4 separate regions of the Mus musculus genome follow, and regions 1, 2 and 3 are each linked to region 4. A link is a contact called in public HiChIP or PLAC-seq and promoter capture Hi-C data. All regions are on one chromosome and are shown on one strand. Each heading gives the region's core, a stretch centred on a gene start, on an enhancer-like site or on the middle of the called end of the contact. The rest is flanking DNA. Distances are from core to core; before and after follow the strand shown. Region 1 overlaps Myt1l (myelin transcription factor 1-like). Region 2 overlaps Myt1l (myelin transcription factor 1-like). Region 3 overlaps Myt1l (myelin transcription factor 1-like). Region 4 holds the start of Eipr1 (EARP complex and GARP complex interacting protein 1).

Evidence for each region. Promoter capture Hi-C pulls out the DNA fragments that hold promoters and counts their contacts. HiChIP or PLAC-seq counts read pairs in DNA pulled down with a chosen protein or histone mark.
Region 1: an H3K4me3 HiChIP or PLAC-seq map of embryonic forebrain shows a contact between it and region 4, with 4 times the contacts expected there. The contact joins the enhancer-like site here to the promoter of Eipr1 in region 4. A contact is called at or near these places in 3 of 39 promoter capture datasets (the 3T3-L1 cell line, cranial neural crest and hippocampal neurons) and 3 of 115 datasets of contacts at active chromatin or transcription factors (astrocytes, embryonic forebrain and embryonic stem cells).
Region 2: an H3K4me3 HiChIP or PLAC-seq map of forebrain shows a contact between it and region 4, with 6 times the contacts expected there. The contact joins the enhancer-like site here to the promoter of Eipr1 in region 4. A contact is called at or near these places in 7 of 39 promoter capture datasets (cranial neural crest, embryonic stem cells, frontonasal cranial neural crest and 4 more) and 3 of 115 datasets of contacts at active chromatin or transcription factors (astrocytes, embryonic midbrain and forebrain).
Region 3: a contact with region 4 is called in a promoter capture Hi-C map of the C10 cell line, with 7 times the contacts expected there. The contact joins the enhancer-like site here to the promoter of Eipr1 in region 4. A contact is called at or near these places in 15 of 39 promoter capture datasets (the 3T3-L1 cell line, 3T3-L1-derived adipocytes, the C10 cell line and 10 more) and 4 of 115 datasets of contacts at active chromatin or transcription factors (embryonic limb bud, embryonic stem cells, stem cell-derived neural progenitor cells and 1 more).

The regions. Positions count from the first base shown.
Region 1 is chr12:29,787,942-29,792,288 of GRCm38.p6, forward strand. All of the region lies in intron 8 of Myt1l (myelin transcription factor 1-like), which reads left to right. Among named protein-coding and RNA genes, the nearest start is that of C630031E19Rik, 100 kb to the left of the region's middle. Within about 2 kb of position 2,015, at least 65 of the 459 cell types and tissues checked have an H3K27ac peak or open chromatin away from gene starts, as enhancers often do. A contact at or near this core is called in embryonic forebrain, where this site is marked.
Region 2 is chr12:29,834,503-29,838,915 of GRCm38.p6, forward strand. It overlaps Myt1l (myelin transcription factor 1-like), which reads left to right. Exons shown (of 25, transcript NM_001093775.1): 12 at 1,848-1,938; 13 at 3,538-3,645. Among named protein-coding and RNA genes, the nearest start is that of Gm46346, 79 kb to the right of the region's middle. Within about 2 kb of position 3,134, at least 14 of the 459 cell types and tissues checked have an H3K27ac peak or open chromatin away from gene starts, as enhancers often do. A contact at or near this core is called in forebrain, where this site is marked.
Region 3 is chr12:29,902,356-29,906,766 of GRCm38.p6, forward strand. All of the region lies in intron 21 of Myt1l (myelin transcription factor 1-like), which reads left to right. Among named protein-coding and RNA genes, the nearest start is that of Gm46346, 11 kb to the right of the region's middle. Within about 2 kb of position 1,651, at least 7 of the 459 cell types and tissues checked have an H3K27ac peak or open chromatin away from gene starts, as enhancers often do.
Region 4 is chr12:28,750,013-28,754,662 of GRCm38.p6, forward strand. It overlaps Eipr1 (EARP complex and GARP complex interacting protein 1), which reads left to right and starts at 1,807. Exons shown (of 9, transcript NM_201357.3): 1 at 1,807-1,992. The coding sequence starts at 1,951. Trappc12 (trafficking protein particle complex 12) reads right to left here and starts at 388. Exons shown (of 12, transcript NM_178811.5): 1 at 150-388.

The DNA of each region.
Region 1 (4,347 bases), core at 765-3,264, 1.0 Mb after region 4:
TGGGACCTAACACAGTATGCTTTGAGGGTTGGAAGCAGTTCTTATATCCTGAACCTCTGGCCTATTCTACACACAGTGAAGATGGCCTCCCTTTGTCACCTACACTGTCTCACTGTGTGTAGCTCTCTGTGTGCAGCTACCCTGCTTCTGTAAGACTATAAGACTCATCCTACTTTGTGCCAAGAGAAAGCCAAAGACACTTGAGAATCCCAAATGTATGGTGCAATTGGAGTTTCACTTTTTAGACATGTACAGAAAACCTCAGTCATTCTGAGTTCCTGAAGTCTTAGGTCCCAGAGCCTGGGTACCACTGCACTTTCTACCCAATGTGCCCAAGCTGGCTTGTAGGACCTGCAGGCATTTAAAGTGACAAAGACTAGGTCTTCCTTGCATGCCAGAGTATGGGAAATGGGACATTTGTAATTCACCAGTGTGACGTTCAGCAAGTTGCTCTGTGGCTTCCTCCTGACCTCACCAAGCAGGTGAGGGCCCAAGGTTTAGCATCTCAGCAAGTGGCTCTTTGTTAGCAACTCTGCAAGTGTAGATGGCCCTTCATAGGCTTCAGAAGACCCTAGCATTGCACAGGCACAGGGTGGAACCTGTCTCTGGACATTTCAGGTGTCCTTCCGAAAGCTGAAAGCTGGTTCTTTCTGGCTGGATGGCAAACAAGTGAAAGAAACAATTGCCAGCCTTGACGGTGTGGGTGTGGCCCAAATGCCTCATCAGCAAACGCCATCATTCATCTGGAGTGTTTATGAACCATCCCTGAGACATGAGCTATGAAGCCAAATGTCCAAAAGTTCCCACAGAAATCTATTTTCATCCTTAAAAATCCCTGCTACTTTATTTTTATTAACATTGTTTTAATTTTCCCAACAAAATTTTGAAATAATATTTAATACAGGTTGGTTTAAATACTATGTAAGAACTGGAATTTAACTTTATTCACAAAAACGTTATGTGTATATTCTTGAAATGAATTAGATTTGCTTGTGCATAACTGATTTCTATAAAAGCTTCCCACATCCCCAGGGGTGGAGAATAAGGGGCTCACGGCCTGGACATATTTGCTACCTGTGTGTTTCATGAGCCTTCTGGACTGATTTGAGAGTTAACCAATTTCATTTACACTGAACTCTTTACTGAGATATTGTTTACATGAGTCATTAGTGAAGCATGGGTTCTTGCTTAACTAATACGTTAAGCATAACTTAGGCTTGCCGTCTCTGAGCACTTCACAAGCACCCTGAAGTTAGGGGATGAGAACAGCTATATCTCAGCCCTCACCAATTTAGCAAACACTGAGCTAAATCTTTCAGTTCCCATTTTTAAATTTACAAGCTTCAAATGGTAGCTTTTCTTTTTTTTTATTAGGAAATTACTGGATCCTCGCTAGCTTGTTGTGCGTACTCCTTGTTCAAATTCTCTTCCATTTCATGCACCTTTCCACCCACCAGCGTGATTGCCAGGGCAGCCGGTGGGTGAATAATTGCCTGTCTACACAGGAGCTTGCTTGGGAGCTAAAGTGGAGGGCTGGCTTCCTGATGTATGCACGCCTCATTTGGATTCTGCCAACAGCCTCGGGGTGATATTATTCATGCCTTGACAGAGAGCACTCACTAAAAGCTTTGGAACCCAGCCAGGTACTGGCTGAGAGATAGGGGAGCAGTGCAGCTTGCAACTGAGAGGAGCATCCATAATCCAAAAAAAAGGGGGGGGGGGAAGAAAGAAAAGGGAGAAGGAACAGAGAGAGCCCCTATGCCATCCTCTTTGCTTTCCCTGGCTTCATGTAGATAGAAATTTCATTTGCATTGAAATAAAACACCCTAAAAATAATTGCATTTTTTCCCAACCACGCTTGAAAGTTTAACACAATTTTCCACGTTTAATTGCAAAGCTGATTTTAATTAGTAAGGCCCCGCATGTGAAAAATGAAGATCCACTTGGGTGCATGGATACATTGCAGCGTCTGCCGGATGTTCTAATTAACGACGGGGCTGCCTTGCAGCAGGGCGCGCCATGGGATGTTTATAAGGGATTCAGAGCACACAGCCACCTAGCCAGCCTATCTGTGTTTACTCCCCTCCGATCTTTATGAGGCATCATTGTGCCTGCCGTCACCTCATCCATAAGCTTTATGGCATGCCTGTCCTTTTTACTGTTTGTCACCAATTCTGTAAATCACGAGTCAGGGCATACATATTTTAACATTAATTTGAGAGCAGACCACAGCAGTGCAAAGAGAAAAAAATGTCGAGACCTAGGGATTTATCTGGGTGAAGTAGCTGTCCCTGATCACTGCTACTCTGGGTCCGTACTAGGAGCTGTATGTGTGCAGATACATTTGGGCACCATCATTTTGGACTGTGGTAGCAGTTAACCTTTATTATTACAGTAAATCCTTTATTTTAAAAAGTCTCTGGGCCATTTTTCCTAAAATAAATAAATACAATAGAATAGAATAGATAAATAAATAAAAATAATAATAATAAAAAAGTCTGCTGCTGTCTGCCACACATCGGGCCCCTGCATCCCCCATGACTCAGTGGATTTGATTCACAAAAAAAAACATATTCATAATATGTTTATATGTATTCTTTATGTTTGGCCAATGGAATATACATATATATATATGTGTATGTATATACATATATATATATATATATATACTTATTCTAATAATTCTAATTTCAAAGAGAGGAAGTCATGTTCTGGCTCTAAGGGCTTTGATATGAATAGGTCAAGTCTGGATTTAGCAATTAACCTCATCCTGACAGCTTGCTTGATGACCAGATACATATGAACATAACCACTTTGGAACATGAGCAGAGTGTACACCAGAAATGGATATGTAGTGTGGCTGGTGCTGACCCACCAAAACGTCCATGATTCACTCTTAAACTCATCTGTGAAGGAGTTATGGGAAACAGCAGCTATTTCTCATATCTCCATATGCCCAGAGATGACATCTATGGAGGTAGTAGCTTGCTTGTAGGCAGGTGCCAGCGGTGCTGGCCCGGCTGTGCAGTAAGGAACAGGATCCTTCAGATCCTCAGTATTGTGACTCCAGCCAGTTCTCACCTAAGAGGTGGTATCTGCTGACAATGGCTTTCTTATGGTTGGCAGTGTGACTCTGAGGGCTGGGTTGGAGGCTGCATTCAGAAGATGCTGCTGGGAACATCTTCTCAGGGATGTGTGTCCCTATGTATTAGAGAGGCGGGGAGATAGAGATGAGGTATAGGGAGGTGGAAGAATTCAGGCTTCCAGAGGGGCTGATTTAAGATGACTTGGAAGACTGCTCCATGACTGGTACATTCAGCATTTCCCATCAGTATCCAGTCCATTTCATGTTGCTGCTACAAAATGCCCCAGGCTGGACTTGGTGATTGACCTTGTATGTGGGAGCCTGAAATGGAGACCTGACTCTAGTAGGCAGGAAAGCAGAGGCTGAAGGGGACTCAGCAGCTCAAGTTCTCCAAACCCAAGGCCAGGTGCCAAGGGCCTTGTCCTGAGTGGTTGTATCCCCCTGATAATGCTTTTCCTATAAGGCCCATCATCTTAAAGGCGTGAACACCTCCCCACCACAGTGCACCCAAGTGGAGGGAAAGCCACGTACAAGCAATTACACACACTGGAGACTTTCACAGAACCTCGTATTAGCAGTGCTGACTCTTGTTCTTTCCATCCATGCATCTGTAATGCAACTGTCATCATTTATATTCACACTGAGGAAATGGAGGAGTAACTGGAGGTGCCACCTAGACTCTTAACTCTCAAAGACCTGTTATGTATTCTCTGGGCTCCCCACTGCCTTACATAGACCAGTGTGTCCAAATTTTTGTACGAAATTATGGTTAGAAAACAAACTTCTGGCAGGAGAGATGGCTTAGCATTAAGGGATAGACTCACAACCAGAAATATATAAGAAAACAAACTAAAGTTAGAAAGAAAGAAAAAACAACAATCTTAAAAGGAAGCAACACTTCCTGGCTGTGGCACTACCTTCATCCAGTGAGACTTCAGTATTCTGTGTAGCTTTAGATATTGTCAGGTGCACACAGGAGCTTATAAGATCCATCATTAACCCACCTGATAACACAGATGCAAACGTGAACCCACCCTCATGTATTCTTGATGTTTGGCAAATGGATGCATGGCCCAGAAACTCTGAAAAGGCAACCTCTAGGTCCTATCAAGATCTGCTGTATCTGAAACTGTGGGTAGGGCTCAACCATCTGAGCTTCAGTGTCCCAAGGATTCTGTTGCTCTGAGTTTGTCCATAAGAACAAAATGACAACCATGGTTGACCAAACCGCCTCTGTAGAAAAAGAAATGGAGATGTAGAAA
Region 2 (4,413 bases), core at 1,884-4,383, 1.1 Mb after region 4:
GGCAGTTCTGTGCCTAAGGAGACCCCAACTGAGCCAGACAGAGTTTCTGTCACCACTCCACAGTACAGACTTAAAGTGTGCTAGGTAGCATGGGAGGATACCAAGAAGTAGGTCTAGTGGGTGGCACCCTAGGTGGCATCTTTTGAGCTCCAGTAAAAACAGGAGTGAGTTACCAGGGAAAGGCATGAAGTGTGAGTGACAGAAAGGAGCCCCAACATAGGCTTGTGTGGAAAGGTGAGGTAAAGAAAGAGATGTGGGGCAGCAACCAGGTAAAATAGCATTTTTTTCAAAAGCCCCAGGTATGAAGGCTGAGGTTCAGAAGGAGCCTAGGAGGAACGGTTAGAGGTCACTGGGGTTCCTGTTTGAAAGTCTTCCCAGTCTTCAGAGAAAGACTGGGGAAAGTAGTGAGGGTAGCGCCACAAACTGAAGAGGAGAAACGGTTTGAGACAGTTCACAGAGGCAACATGCAGACTGAGGAAGCAGATGCCACTACAGGTGTGGACTGAACATAGATAATTTCTGTGTCTCCACTTAGCAGGACACAGCCATTTAAACTCTACCGCACGGCTAAGCCTGAAAGGTGTTTGCTCTCTCCAGGGAAGATTTTATAATAGAAATATTTAGCATAAAGAGAAAGAAAGGCATGTGTTAAGGTAAAAGAGGAGTGTGTGCCATTCTAACAGGTCAATAGGCTAGTAAGATTGCAGATTTCAAAGAGAAGGGCATATCTTCCTCTGAGATAGGGAGTCCTCTGAAAGGGGTTCTCCTAGGCCCCCTCCAGGCCCTCACAGGAAATGAGCTGAATGCTGACATTTCCACCTTAATTCATATCTAAACTTTAATTCATAACTTTAGCCATACCTAAAGAAAGAGGCAGGAGCTATGAGGGCTTAAGAACAAAACAGCAATGGACTGTTCGTAAGGAATTCACCAGTAGTAAAGACGCAAAACATGGACAGGCACAAGGGCATGTGGAAACTTCACACAGGGCCCAGCAAGACAATGACCGCTCCACGGGAGAGAAGCCATGGACAATAGTGACAAGTGTGGGCAGACATGGCTGAGCAGACCTCACAAGACCACTTGACCATAGGCAGGCTTTGCAGGCAGTTAGGACTGGGCTTTGCAGACATCTAGATCAGACAGGCAGAGCATATATGGCCAGCAGGCTCCTTTGAAGTCAGTTGTCTTGACTTCCCCATCACTCCTAACCCCACATGTCTCAGCAGACAAAGGATGGAACAATAAGGACCAGCCTCCCTGGATGCCAGTAGGCAGTGTCCTTGTGCCCTGGGGACCAGCTCTCTCATCTTCCTATTTGTTAATTTCATGTGGTAAAAATGCAGGGATCTAATTATTCCTGTTCATTCTACTGAAAGCACAAAAGATTCTAATTTCCTAGGTAAACGTGATTTATTTTAAAAATGAGATTTAAAGTTTGGCTCACTCACATCAGACTTTCACAATCCCATGTGTTTCCAAAGCACAGGCATGTTTTTTTTTTTTTTAAACGCCCAGGCTATGTGCTGTTACATGGCTGATCGGCATCCAGTGCTTATCTATGGGATACACTAGGGTGGCCCTTGCTTCTGTCCCACATGGGACTATTCAGTTATGGCGCTCTCTGACCCCCATGGCTCCCTGCCAGTGCACCCTGCTTTGCATGCCTGAGGACAGTCATACAATCTTCTTTCTCTTCCCACATATATTTCCTGGTCATGCACATCACAGACGTTTGTAGTTTGTCTTAAACTAATCTAGCCTGTTAAAACAATTGCATATTGTATTCTCAATATTTCTCTCTTTTAATGCTGGGCTATTTGTTTTTTTGCCTCTCCTTTGTCAAGTTCTTGCCATGCATGAAAATGTTCTCAAGTGTCCCACTCCAGGCTGCACAGGGCGAGGGCATGTGAATAGCAACAGGAACTCGCACAGAAGGTAAGCCACACTCTGCTGGGGTCTATGCTAGAAGAAGCCACCCACAGCCCTTCCCCATGGTAGCTCTTTACTGCTATGCAGCCCCTCCCTTCCAAAGGAGAGCGGCAGACCTCACACATTGCTCCTGGAGAGTTGGTCATAGCACGTACAGAAATGTCAAAGGGTCAATTGCCCGTTTTTGAAGACTTAATTTCTTCAGTTATGTTGCCTCCTCTAGTATAATAGAGCACTGTTCCCTCACAAAGTCACCTACTCAGTACAGCATCTAAGATGGAACCCATAGCCACTTACAATGAAAGAGACCAGAAGGAATCCAGCAAGTTTCTCTAACCTTCTCTCATAGGAGAGGCTGTCTGTCACTTACCATTCAGGGTTGTGAACTAGAACCCAGCAGGGCAAATACAGAGGACTAACTTGGCTGCTCTTGAATTTGATGAGTCCCCTGGCCATCAGCATCAACATCATTAAAATATGAGCAGATGTCCAAACGCATCTGGCAGGGGTACACCAGTGAGGACGCGGCTCCAGGTCAATGGCTTTAACTGGACTACTGCTGAAAATATACACTGTCAGAATTGTACTCTTGATAGTGTTCCAGCTTTCTTCCCCATCCTCTTCAGACATTATAAGAGTCACTAAGTTCCTCTCAAAATCTAGGTGATAGCAGATCACTTCTTTTGCAGTAGCAAAATGTAACTCGGTTAGATCTGTCTTGCCACAGCTTAGATTTCTTCTTAAATGGGGGAAGGAAGCTGTAAAAGCTCTCTTAATTTTTACCTCACTGGTTAGTCACAACAAGAAGCTTGGTTACCAGTGTCAAGTTTATAATAAAACAGACCACAGCTCTATGCCCTGCAGAAGGTCTCTGGTACTGAGTCTGCAGGAGCTGGCAGCGATGCAGGAGATCCCGGCTGAGTGCTGTGCAGAGCCCACAGTGTCAGTTCCTTTTTCTGCCATCAACACACGTGTACACATGGATGGCCACACACACGGAGCTAGAACACACGGAGGCAAGCATGCAGATACTATGACTTCCTGTGGAAGCAGCTCAAACAAAGAGGCCTCAGTGTTCCCTCTGCCATCCTGATCCTGCTGCACTAGTTAAGAATCACATTTGCCTGAAGTCCTGGAGGTATTCCTGCTGTACCTCCCTTTCTTTGCCCCTCCTTTGGTGAGCTCAAGTCAGAATCCCTGAAGCCTTATAGATAGATACCTCTGGTATCAGCTCAGAGTGCCACCTTCTGGTATAGCCAACTAACTGCCACTCTTGAGTCTCAAAAACTCCTTCTCTAGCTGCTACTGCCTGACCTGCAGAAATGGCCAGCACTCCAGCATTTCTGCCTGAAAGTTTAACCAGCCTGTGTTGTATTTGCTTCCTGGAATTTGGCATACTCATCGGACAGGCCTGGTGCTGTCTGTCATAAGAGCTATATGCCAGAGCCCAGGAAATATATAGTACCAGGCAGGCTGGGAAATTCTCCTACCTCCATCTACCTCAGGGTCATCTTAGCTGGATGAAGGACAGAACATGGTGAATGTTATCAGTGTGTGGCAAGCCATTTGAGACCATTCAGTTAAATCTATCTTCTGTCATTGTAGCCTCTCTGGATGCCCCATTGCTGCTGCAGAAAAACTGGCAAAGGCCCAAGAGAAACACCAGAGCTGTGATGTGTCCAAATCCAACCAGGCCTCAGACCGAGTCCTCAGGTACTCAGCCGAAGTGTGTCATCAAGGGATTTCTCTCAGAATCTATCCTGACACAGAGCAGAGAGAGTGTTGGAGATGCTCCATGGAGTAGATGTGTTCTTGAAGGAGGGAAGGAAGCTATGCCAGATTAGAAGCTGAGTCCTGTGCCCTCAATCCTGAGAGAGTATGTAGAAGTCTGGTGGTCAGTGTAACTCCAGTGGCTCAGCATGACTTCAGCAGTCAGAGAACTGGATGGAGTTCTATGATTTGTAGTCCTGACAATTCATAATTCTATGAATGCTAACTAAAATAGAAGTTTTAGAAATCAGTAATGTTAGTAGCCCATTATAATTTTATCCCAGTTTGAAGCAAAGTACAGCACCTGCTTATGGGTGGCACGGGGCCTTTTTAAAAATGCAGGAATGACAAATGCCACATTCCCTGTGCTTGGAAGTTTTCTGTATGAAAAGCCATCAAAGCTGTCATCACCCCTTATCCTCACACACCCTGAGATGTGGGTGGAAGTAGGTGGCATCACTGCCGCTTGACAGGCAAGACAGAGCACAGGGGCTCACGACTACCTGACTTAGCACTGCAGGTTAAAGTGGAAAAGTGCCGAGGAGCAAGACTGAACCCCGTTTTCCAAAATCAGGAAGATGTTTATAGGTAGAAGACGACATCTACGTTCCTCACAGACTTCACACACATCTCATGAAGTCTGTGACAGTCCGTGTATTTCTGCTTTCTTACTCTCGTGACAATGTCTCCCCATAAAATGCTATCATCGTC
Region 3 (4,411 bases), core at 401-2,900, 1.2 Mb after region 4:
GGAAACGCAGACGGTCTCCGAAAGTAAAGTTTAGATTCACAATCTAAAGCCAAGTTTTTCAAAAGTAGGACTGATGTTTTCTTTGGAACAGTTGCTCAGCTCTCCCTGGCCCTGGACTAGGCACTAAGTCCTTTGCAGTCTTTCTAGAGTGTTTGTTTGGCTTTCCCAGAACTGTGGCAAAGCAGGCTCCCACTTCTCTCCCCAAATGGCAGGCTAAAAGGCGACAGGAGAGCAAGTTTCAGGTGTCTTCAGTGTTTCCAAGGGTTGTTGCATCCATAGTTGAGAGGGCTGTGGGGAAGTGGTTTGGCTTATACTATTTATGGTAGCAGTGGTTTTGGCTGTGTGGCATTTGTAGTGTTGGTGCTGCTTGTAGCAGTGGTTGTGGTACTCATTCTAGTGGCAATGGTCATGGTTGTGGTGGCTATTGCAAAGTAGGGATTATTCTTGCTATGGTCGTGGTAGATGTAGAAGTTGTGGTTTTGATGGGTTTTGCCTTATTGTGGTTATTATAGGGCCTGGGGTTGAAGTTGTTGTGGTGACTATATCGTGGGAGCTGTGGTTTTGGTTGTCAGGGGCTGTGGAGATGCTGGTTGTGTGTTTGTGATGGTGGGGACTGTGGGGATGGTTGTTGCAGCAGTGGCTGTTGTATAGTTATCACAGTAGCCATTATGGTAGCTATGATACAGTGGTGGTAGCTGTAATATTTATTACTGTAGCAGTTGTAGCTGTGGTACAGTGGTGGTAGTGGTGCTGTTAGTCACCAAAGCAATCACTGCTGCTACCATAACTACCATCAATTCAAAAAGCGGCATGATTCCCACAACCATCAGAGCCATACTCCCTGATGCCTACCATCTATGGCCATACCTGAGCAGTCTCTGCAACAGGGGAACTCTCAATGGATCAATGCCACTGGAGCAAAAGTAGCTTGTATGTCTAGACAGGAAGAAGAAACTGGGAGCATGGGAACACTTTGCAAGAAACCAGATGTGTCACCAGATGGGACTGCACTGATTTCCAAAGGCCACCCAATGTACCAGTGTGCACTGGGAAGTTTCCTTCCATGACTAGAGTGGAAATACCAGAAACTTTGAAATCAGCCCTTTCTAGTCCTAAGGGCTCTGTCACCCCGACCCCCAAGCTTTGTCCACATAAGTCCTTCTCTTCTTGAATTGTTGTCTGATATGGGAAAAGTTGTATTAAGGGTCACACTAACTTGATCTCATCCTTAGAGACCCTATTGTTGAAAACAGTTCTCACCCCTTGGAATCTCAGGTCCCTCTATTTGGAGATCTAGCAATCTAAATACTAAGCCTACCTGAGCCTGAACAGGGAAAAAGAGAAGCAAAGGGGGCTGCTCTTGCTGCCTGTGAGAGTCATGGTTAGGGGCAGCCTGGGAGGACCCAGATGAAGACCTGGCCAGAGACAAGCTCTTGTTCTTTAAGTACAAACACTTGGAGCTGTTCTCAGGGCCTTTGAGTCTTGTTGCTGTGTCCTCTGACACTTTGAACGTCCCTCTATGGTCAGCAACCAGCCTGCCTTGTATAAAGAGACTCTGAGATCACTGAACCCCCTGAACCCATGCAGGGCCACACTTAGGCCAAGGTGTTCAGGTAGTACCCGACTAAGTTGATGAGTCACTCCCCCTTAAAAGGGACCAGCTCTGTCAGTCAAGATTGGAGATACACAAGCACTTGGACAGTGTAGGAAGTTACAGGTACACATTGCCCAGCAGAAAGTTTTATGTATCACCTCTATTGAGAATCCTGGTGACACTCCAAAGACTGATACACACTTGTTCTCACTGGATCTCATGATAACCCTAACATGGCTGATTCTCATAGTGAACCTGCAAAACACAGTGAAGAAAGAGAACACGTCCCACCCACAGACACTGGCACATGTAAAGATGAGACAAGTTCAGGCTCAGCCTCCTGTTGAGCAGCTGAGCTGGGGATGTGGAAATAAGAAATGGAAGAAGAAGGAAAACAAGAACACATGCTGACATTCTCCCACACCCACATGCCTCGGAGGGTGTTGAGGTAAAGGCCAGCTGAAACTCTACCAGGGCAGGTGGGCTCTTGAAGGCTGGGCCACGTGCTTCCTGCACCCTTGCAAAACGAGAGCAGAGAACTTTGGGAACAAGTGCTCTGTAGGCTGCAGACAGGCAATTTCTACAGAAAGCAGGTCCAAGAGTTACAGTGGAGAGGCCCTACCTCCTTCTTGGCCTCAGATTCCAGCTGACCACTCCTATGAATCTGCAGTCTGCCAAGTCCAGTTCTCAGGAAAAGGAGCCTGGCTCCCCACTAGAGCCAGCAGCCAGGCAAAAAATGCTGATGGTCACTGGCACCTATTAGAGGTAACCAGAGCCAAGCACCACAGCCAGTTAAGGAGAGTGCTCCAGTTCTTGACAGAAGCTGAAGCAAACCAACCCAGAAAGGAGAGGGGAATAGAAAACAAATAAACCAACCACACAACACCCAGAAATACCATGGAAGCAAGAGAAATCTTGTTAAGCTTATCATTTGTCATCAGGCAGGAAAGATGGAAAGGGTATTAAAGTCTATTATATTTATAACCCAAGGGGACAGAGAGTAGATTTATCTTTAAGACCTAAGTACAAAGGAAGGATTACGTGTAAAGTTAAGATGCCAAATTGAAGGCATAAATTGTAAAGAGATAACAAAATGGCATAACTATATTTCAGAAGAATGAATGGTTCCAGAGCGTTAGTAAAAACCACTAAAGAGTTCCTGGGGAAGGGACTATAAAAAAACCAGAAATCTGAGAAAATGAAAGAAAGAATATTACCAAAGAAAGCAAGCAAAAAAAGTTCACAGGGTGGAGATCCTGAGCATGTCAAGGGAAGACCTTGTTGAGAAACCAGGAAGTGACTAAAGCTCCCTCATGCTTTCTCCGAGAAATCCTCCCCTAGGAGATACGGATGGGACCCAGGCAAGAAAGGGTTCCTGCACCTGTGATGGGAAGCTTGGTACAGTCATCCAGGCTACTGACCCTGCAGCCTCAGGCTAAGTTCTCTCCCTGGGAACCTGTCTTTTCTCAAAGTCTGCCAGCAAACTTGTCCCTCACCTCTGCTGAAATCAACAGAGGTAGATATTGGTCACTCTAGATATCCTCACAATGACACATAGTGTTAGATTAAACAATAAACCATTAGAAATTGCAACCTTTCCAAGCTGAAATCCAGGAAGAGGGGAGGGCGGAGGGGAGGGGAGGGGAGGGGAGGAGAGGAAGGCCTGGGAAATTAGAAACAGTGGAGTGTCTGTTTCTGAAGCCTCGGGAATTCTCTCCTGTACCCACTGAACGACCCCAGCCCTGTTGTCCCCCAAGCCTGCTCCCCTGTACCTGCAACCACTGCTCTCTAGGCCTCTTCCATAGCCCTTCCAGGTGCTCTCCTTGATAGTGGCAGCTTTACAAGCATCAGAGCACTGTCCTCAACTCCAGTGCCCTCAGCGGATAACTCATGTCTCCAGCCATCAGCCTCTGCCTATCACTCTAATACTGGCCATACCCAAACTCAAGACTACCCAGTTCCACCTCCTCTATACCTGCCCTTACTCAGCAATTAAATACTATAAGACCAATAGCTGCCAGAGTTTCTATCTCTGTTTGAACAAAGGTGTTAGATCCCAAGTGAGGGAGACAGTGGTCAGCCACGTCTGGAGTCCAGATCTTCTAGGAACCCTGCCAAAATCATCTCTCACTCAGGGAGCATGTGGACAGCTACAGAGGACAGAGGACTCAAGCTGGTGCTCAGCACGTGCTGGAGCACAGCATCTTGGACGGGCTGTCAGCCACTACTGCTGCTCTCTATAGGGCCTCCTTTTGTCCGGAGAGTGCTGTTTCACTCAGAACCGCTCCATGGTCTGCTACTGTCAGGTGAATAGATGGGGATGTGAAATTCGACAACCATACCAGACTTTTTTCTTAAGACTGGGCATCTCTGTAGCCCAGGCTGATCTTGAGGCCTGCTTCATGTGTGACTATGCCCAACTCCTAGCAAGGTTCTAGACACTCTGATGGTGTTTCTATGATCACTGTTGCTCAGTAACTCCACCAGTGACCTCTTAGATGAACACCAGTCTCTTTAGTGTCCCCAAGTTTTGGAAGGAGTATTTGTTTATGAGACTGAGGAGGCTGGCAGGGTTTCCATAGACTGAAAAGGCTAAGCCACTTAGGGAGCAAGAACCTGCATCTGGGTGGATGATCACACAGCAATGTTATATAACATGCAAAATGGTAAAGGCTCGTGGAAGAGAGATGTCTCACACAGACAATGGATGCTGGCCCCATCTCTGGAAGCCTCTAGAAGTCTGAATCTAGGAAAACCTGGTTTTGCTGAGCAAACCCTCGTCTTGCATGTTTCCCTGGGCTTTCTTCCAGATCTCGT
Region 4 (4,650 bases), core at 557-3,056:
GGCTATGACACACCGAGGTCGACAGGAGCAAAAGTTGGGGCAAACCAAAAACATAGCTCGAACACTGGTGATGTAACACGGGCACCTTCTAAGCATGCTAACGAACCCGCACTTTATACACATAAAACCGAGGTCAGGAGGGTGTGTACCTTGTCCAAAACCACAGGGAGCACACAGAATTGGCTAAAGCCCGAAGGAGCCAGCCCCTCGTGGGGCTACTCTGCGTGGCCGAGAGCGGTTGATTACGCGAGGACGCCGCCCTCTGTGGGAAGGTCAAGGGTACCGGCGACCCTCCTCACTGCGACCCGCTCCTCACCTGCCACCCGCCCCTGAGGTCGGGTCACCCACAGGCGAAAAGGGTCCGAAGAGATGACGGAAGACCGGAAGTAAACTCAAGATCCAAGGTCCCGCGCGTTTGTGCGTCTGCGTGTGCTGGCCGCGGAGACCCGACTTCCGCACATGCTCAGTTTGGGAGCCGCTAAGCTCTCCACTGGAAGCCGGGCGCATATCCGGCTCAAGAGCTGTGGGCGGGGCCTAAGGCCAAACTGGGTAGGGGACAAGGATGGTCCTGGAGATTGAAGAAAATCGTCTGTCCTTGGGCCTGTCACCAACCAAGGATGTTTTTTCCTAGGATTTTATCTTTGTGCTAGTTGATTCTCCACGTTTCCCCCCTTGTGTCTGTGGCAGTGTGTGCTAACATCCGTAAAGTTGCGGGGAGGAATTAAGGAGTCAAGAGTCAGCCTTGCTTGCTGAACTCATGGTTGGTTGAGAATCGTCCTCAAGTCAAGAACCTTGCTTTCTTGATTTTCTGTGTCACATTTCTATGACAACGTAAAAACACAGCTCTCATCTCAAAGGGAAGAAGAATTTATTCTGTGAGTGACTATAGCTTGGGAACATAGATTCAGGTCACCGTAGATTCTGCCCTACATGATAACAATTTGATGAAGTTTTACAGTAACAACCAAAAATACCTACTTCTTAAGCACACTTCGGAAGCAGTGGGTAGGTGGGTAGGTCTCAGGTGCTATCTCATGACTTTCATAGCTTTGGGATCGGTGGAAGCTAGTTGCCAGAGGTTTTATCAGAAAGTCAAGGTAAGACAAAGGTGGGCAATGGATGACTACTAAGGGGGCTAATGGTAGCATCACAGAAACTGCTGTCATGAAGGTCAGTCAAGAGATAATGGCAAAGTCAAAACACAGAAGAAACGCGTGTGGAGATCCAGAACTTCATAGAACCAAGACAGTTCATTTCCTATGGTGCATTCTTGCAGTATTTTCCATGCCAGGTCCTAGAGCCTTCTGTCTCTGAGAGCTCTGGACAGTTTAGATCGTGGGCTTAGTTGTGTCTCTGTGCAGGACTGGGTGGTTACGTGAAGTGCACACCGCTCGCTGTATGTCACTGCCCACTTACACCATCACCACAGTCTTGACTCAAGCTTGCAGCATCTTATCTTTAAATGGACATCTAAGAGCCTGCTTCTGAGGCTGGATCGAAGGTCCTGGCAGTGGGTTGGGCAGTGCTCTGGTGCTCAGGACCACGGTTTAGGAGTAAAGCTCTGCCAACCATAATGCCAAGTTAACTGTTCTCTTTAGGGCTCAGATCTTTGGAACTTGAGGGAGCAGCGCAGGATAAGAGCGCCGCCCTGATGGACGTCCATTCCCGCTGCTTTTGCTCCGGGCCCGGCCTTCCAACCCAGGATCTCCTGTAGCTGCTGGGTCTCATGAAAGGCCAAATGAGCATGCGCAGAATAAAGGCCCAGCTGCCATTGGCCACCGGGGAGGAGCGTATTGATGACGCGACGAAGAAAACAGGAAGTGAGCCGTCAGGGAGCCGGTCTGGGTCTCGTAGTCCATTTTTCAGGCGGGGAATGAATGGGTTCTGAGCGATCCCTGGTGAGGGGGGACTCGAGCTCTGAGGCGTGAGTAGCTGGGTAGGCAGAGTATCATGGAAGACGACGCCCCGGTGATTTACGGGCTGGAATTCCAGGTGAGCATGGCGGAGTCGGTGAGGTGCCGCCTGTGCCTGGCCCTCACCAGAGAGCGCCCACACTCAGTCTGGTTCCAAGGATTCTGGGCTTCAAGGCCCGGATTTGGGGAGAGGGTACGCGCAGGGAGTGTGGCCAAGTGAGGGCCAGGGCTGGCATAGACAGCAGAGGGTGAGCACTCGGCCTCGCAGGTGACTTGATTACACTCGCACTTCTGGGGTCTTGAGTAGCAATTATTGACCATTGAGTTGTGTGTTGGATACTGCTCAGTACAAGAGCATTAAAGAGGGACTTCGTGGGGAGGGGAGTTGCTGGCTGGCTGGTCTGTTATGAAGCATTTTGCTCACTCAGGTTGGAAATATACTTGCCTTTTTCCTTATGAACTTTTTATTTCAATAGCTACTAAACTCGTTACAGATTCGAGTCAATAGTGGGATGAGGGTTTCCATCTCCCAGGGAGTTCTTCAGACCTGGACCATGATTTGCTAAGAGCTCACTGGAGACTTCTGCCATTCTCAGCGCCTTCCTGGGTATCCAGAACTCCCATGCTAGGAATCAGGACGACTATTCTACACTCCTCTATTCCTACAAGAATATTCTTGTCTATTCTTTGTTGTCCTGGGAATTACATCTGACATCATCTAGATGGGATCAAATCCAGTGTAGCCTCATTGTCCTCACTCCTTTCTTTTGTGATCCTTCCATAAAAATAAAATCCTTGGACATTGTGTGCTCTTGAACACAAATTTGTAATGATTGCTTTGTGGGGTTGTCCTTCACTTCTGATGGGAGGAGAAACTCAGCTTTCTGCAGGTGATTCTGAATACCCACTATACAGATAAAGAATGAGGCTATGGATGCATAGAGGTATCATATGGTAGGGCTAAGGTCAGACAATGCAGGACAGAGTGAGGCTATGCCTAGATACTGCTACTGAGCTTGTTGAGGGTGTTTCACTCATCTGGGGTATCAGTGTATTTACTTGCAAAATGAGAAGAAATGTGTGGAATATGTTCAGAGTCAATTTTTAGTGTTCCTTTGGAAGCCTAAGTACAAATGGAAGTTACTGGGAGATGTTCCAATTTATCTCAGAGGGGCCTGTCTATGGACTGTGATAATTTTTAAGTGAGATGCATAGCCCCAGTAGTCAGTGTAAACCTTAAAGTGGACAGGCAAGCCTGACTTAACTAAGACAGCGCGCGCACACACACACACACACACACACACACACATTTAATGAACTGTCTTCAGATTGCTCTGTGTACTACCAGTTCAGTGGGAACTTCAGAAGCACTGGGAGGACTCGGGGAACACTACAGGGCCTGCTCTCATTTTCCATGATTTTAGCAGGCCTACAGTCAGCCTGCTGCTTCCTGAGGAAGCCTATGTGCTTGGGGCATCCCACACATGTGTGCTTTCCAGAAGATTTATTTTCATTGTGTGCATGTGAGTGTTTTCTCTGGGTGCATGCATGTGCTCCACATGTGTGCCTGGTGCCCAGGAAGCTCAGAAGAGGGCTCTGGATTCCTTGGAATTGGAGTTAGAGGTGGTTGTGAGCCACCTGATGTGGGTGCTGGAGCCTCTCCGTGAGTATCAAGTTACTCTTAGCTGCTATTTATTTATTATTATTACGTTATTTACTTTCATCTTTATGGTTACTCACAGGCACAGTTCTCCAGATTTTGGGTAATGCCTGAATACTGGGACGGAATTCCAATGCTAGATTCAGCTTCCTTCCTGACAGGTCTCCAGAAGCCTCTTGTTTGTGTCAGCATGTGATTGTCTCCATAGGACAGCATCGTTACACTGGGGAGCTCCCACTGGGGCTGTGCAGCAGTCAGAGCAGCATGGTGCTGCTTACCCGGCCTTCTACTCTCACGCCACCCTGGTCACAGTGTAGTTCCTGGTGGTAGCTGTTCAGGCTTCTTACTTCTTTTCTTTCTTTTTTTTAGATTTATTTATTTTTATTTTCTGTGTATCAGTGTTTCGCTTGCTTTTCTGTCTGTGCAGTGCATGTGCTCACAGAAGCCAGAAGAACTCCTCAGATCCTTTGGCACTGGAGCCACAGATGGTTGTGAGCTACCATTTGGGTACTAGGAATTGAACCTAGGTTCTCTGGAAGTGCAACAGGTATTCTTCACCCCTGAGCCATCTCTTCAGGCCTTCTTTCTTTTGAGATAACTTTTGGTAGCATATTTTCCTAGTGGGTCTATTCATTATTCAGTTGACAAATGTCTTAGCTAGCTTGTTGTCCTCTCACCGTCTTTCCCCAACCCAAGACAGGGTTTCTTAAGTACACTGTAGCTGTTTTCAGACAGACCAGAGAAGAGGGTGACAGATCTCATTACAGATGGTTGTGAGCCACCATGTGGTTGCTGGGATTTGAACTCAGGACCTTCGGAAGAGCAGTCAGTGCTCTTAACCACTGAGCCATCTCTCCAGCCCAAGACAGGGTTTCTCTGTGTAGTCCTGGCTGTTCTGGAACTCACTTCTGTAGACCCGGCTGGCCGAAAGTTGTCTCAAATATGCTACCAAAAGTTATCTCAAAAGAAAGAAGGCCTGAAGAGATGGCTCAGGGATAAAGAATACTTGACGGATTTCTAGATCCACAAAGGATTAACCATTTCACAAACTGGTTTAAGGCTGTCTTTAATGTCCGT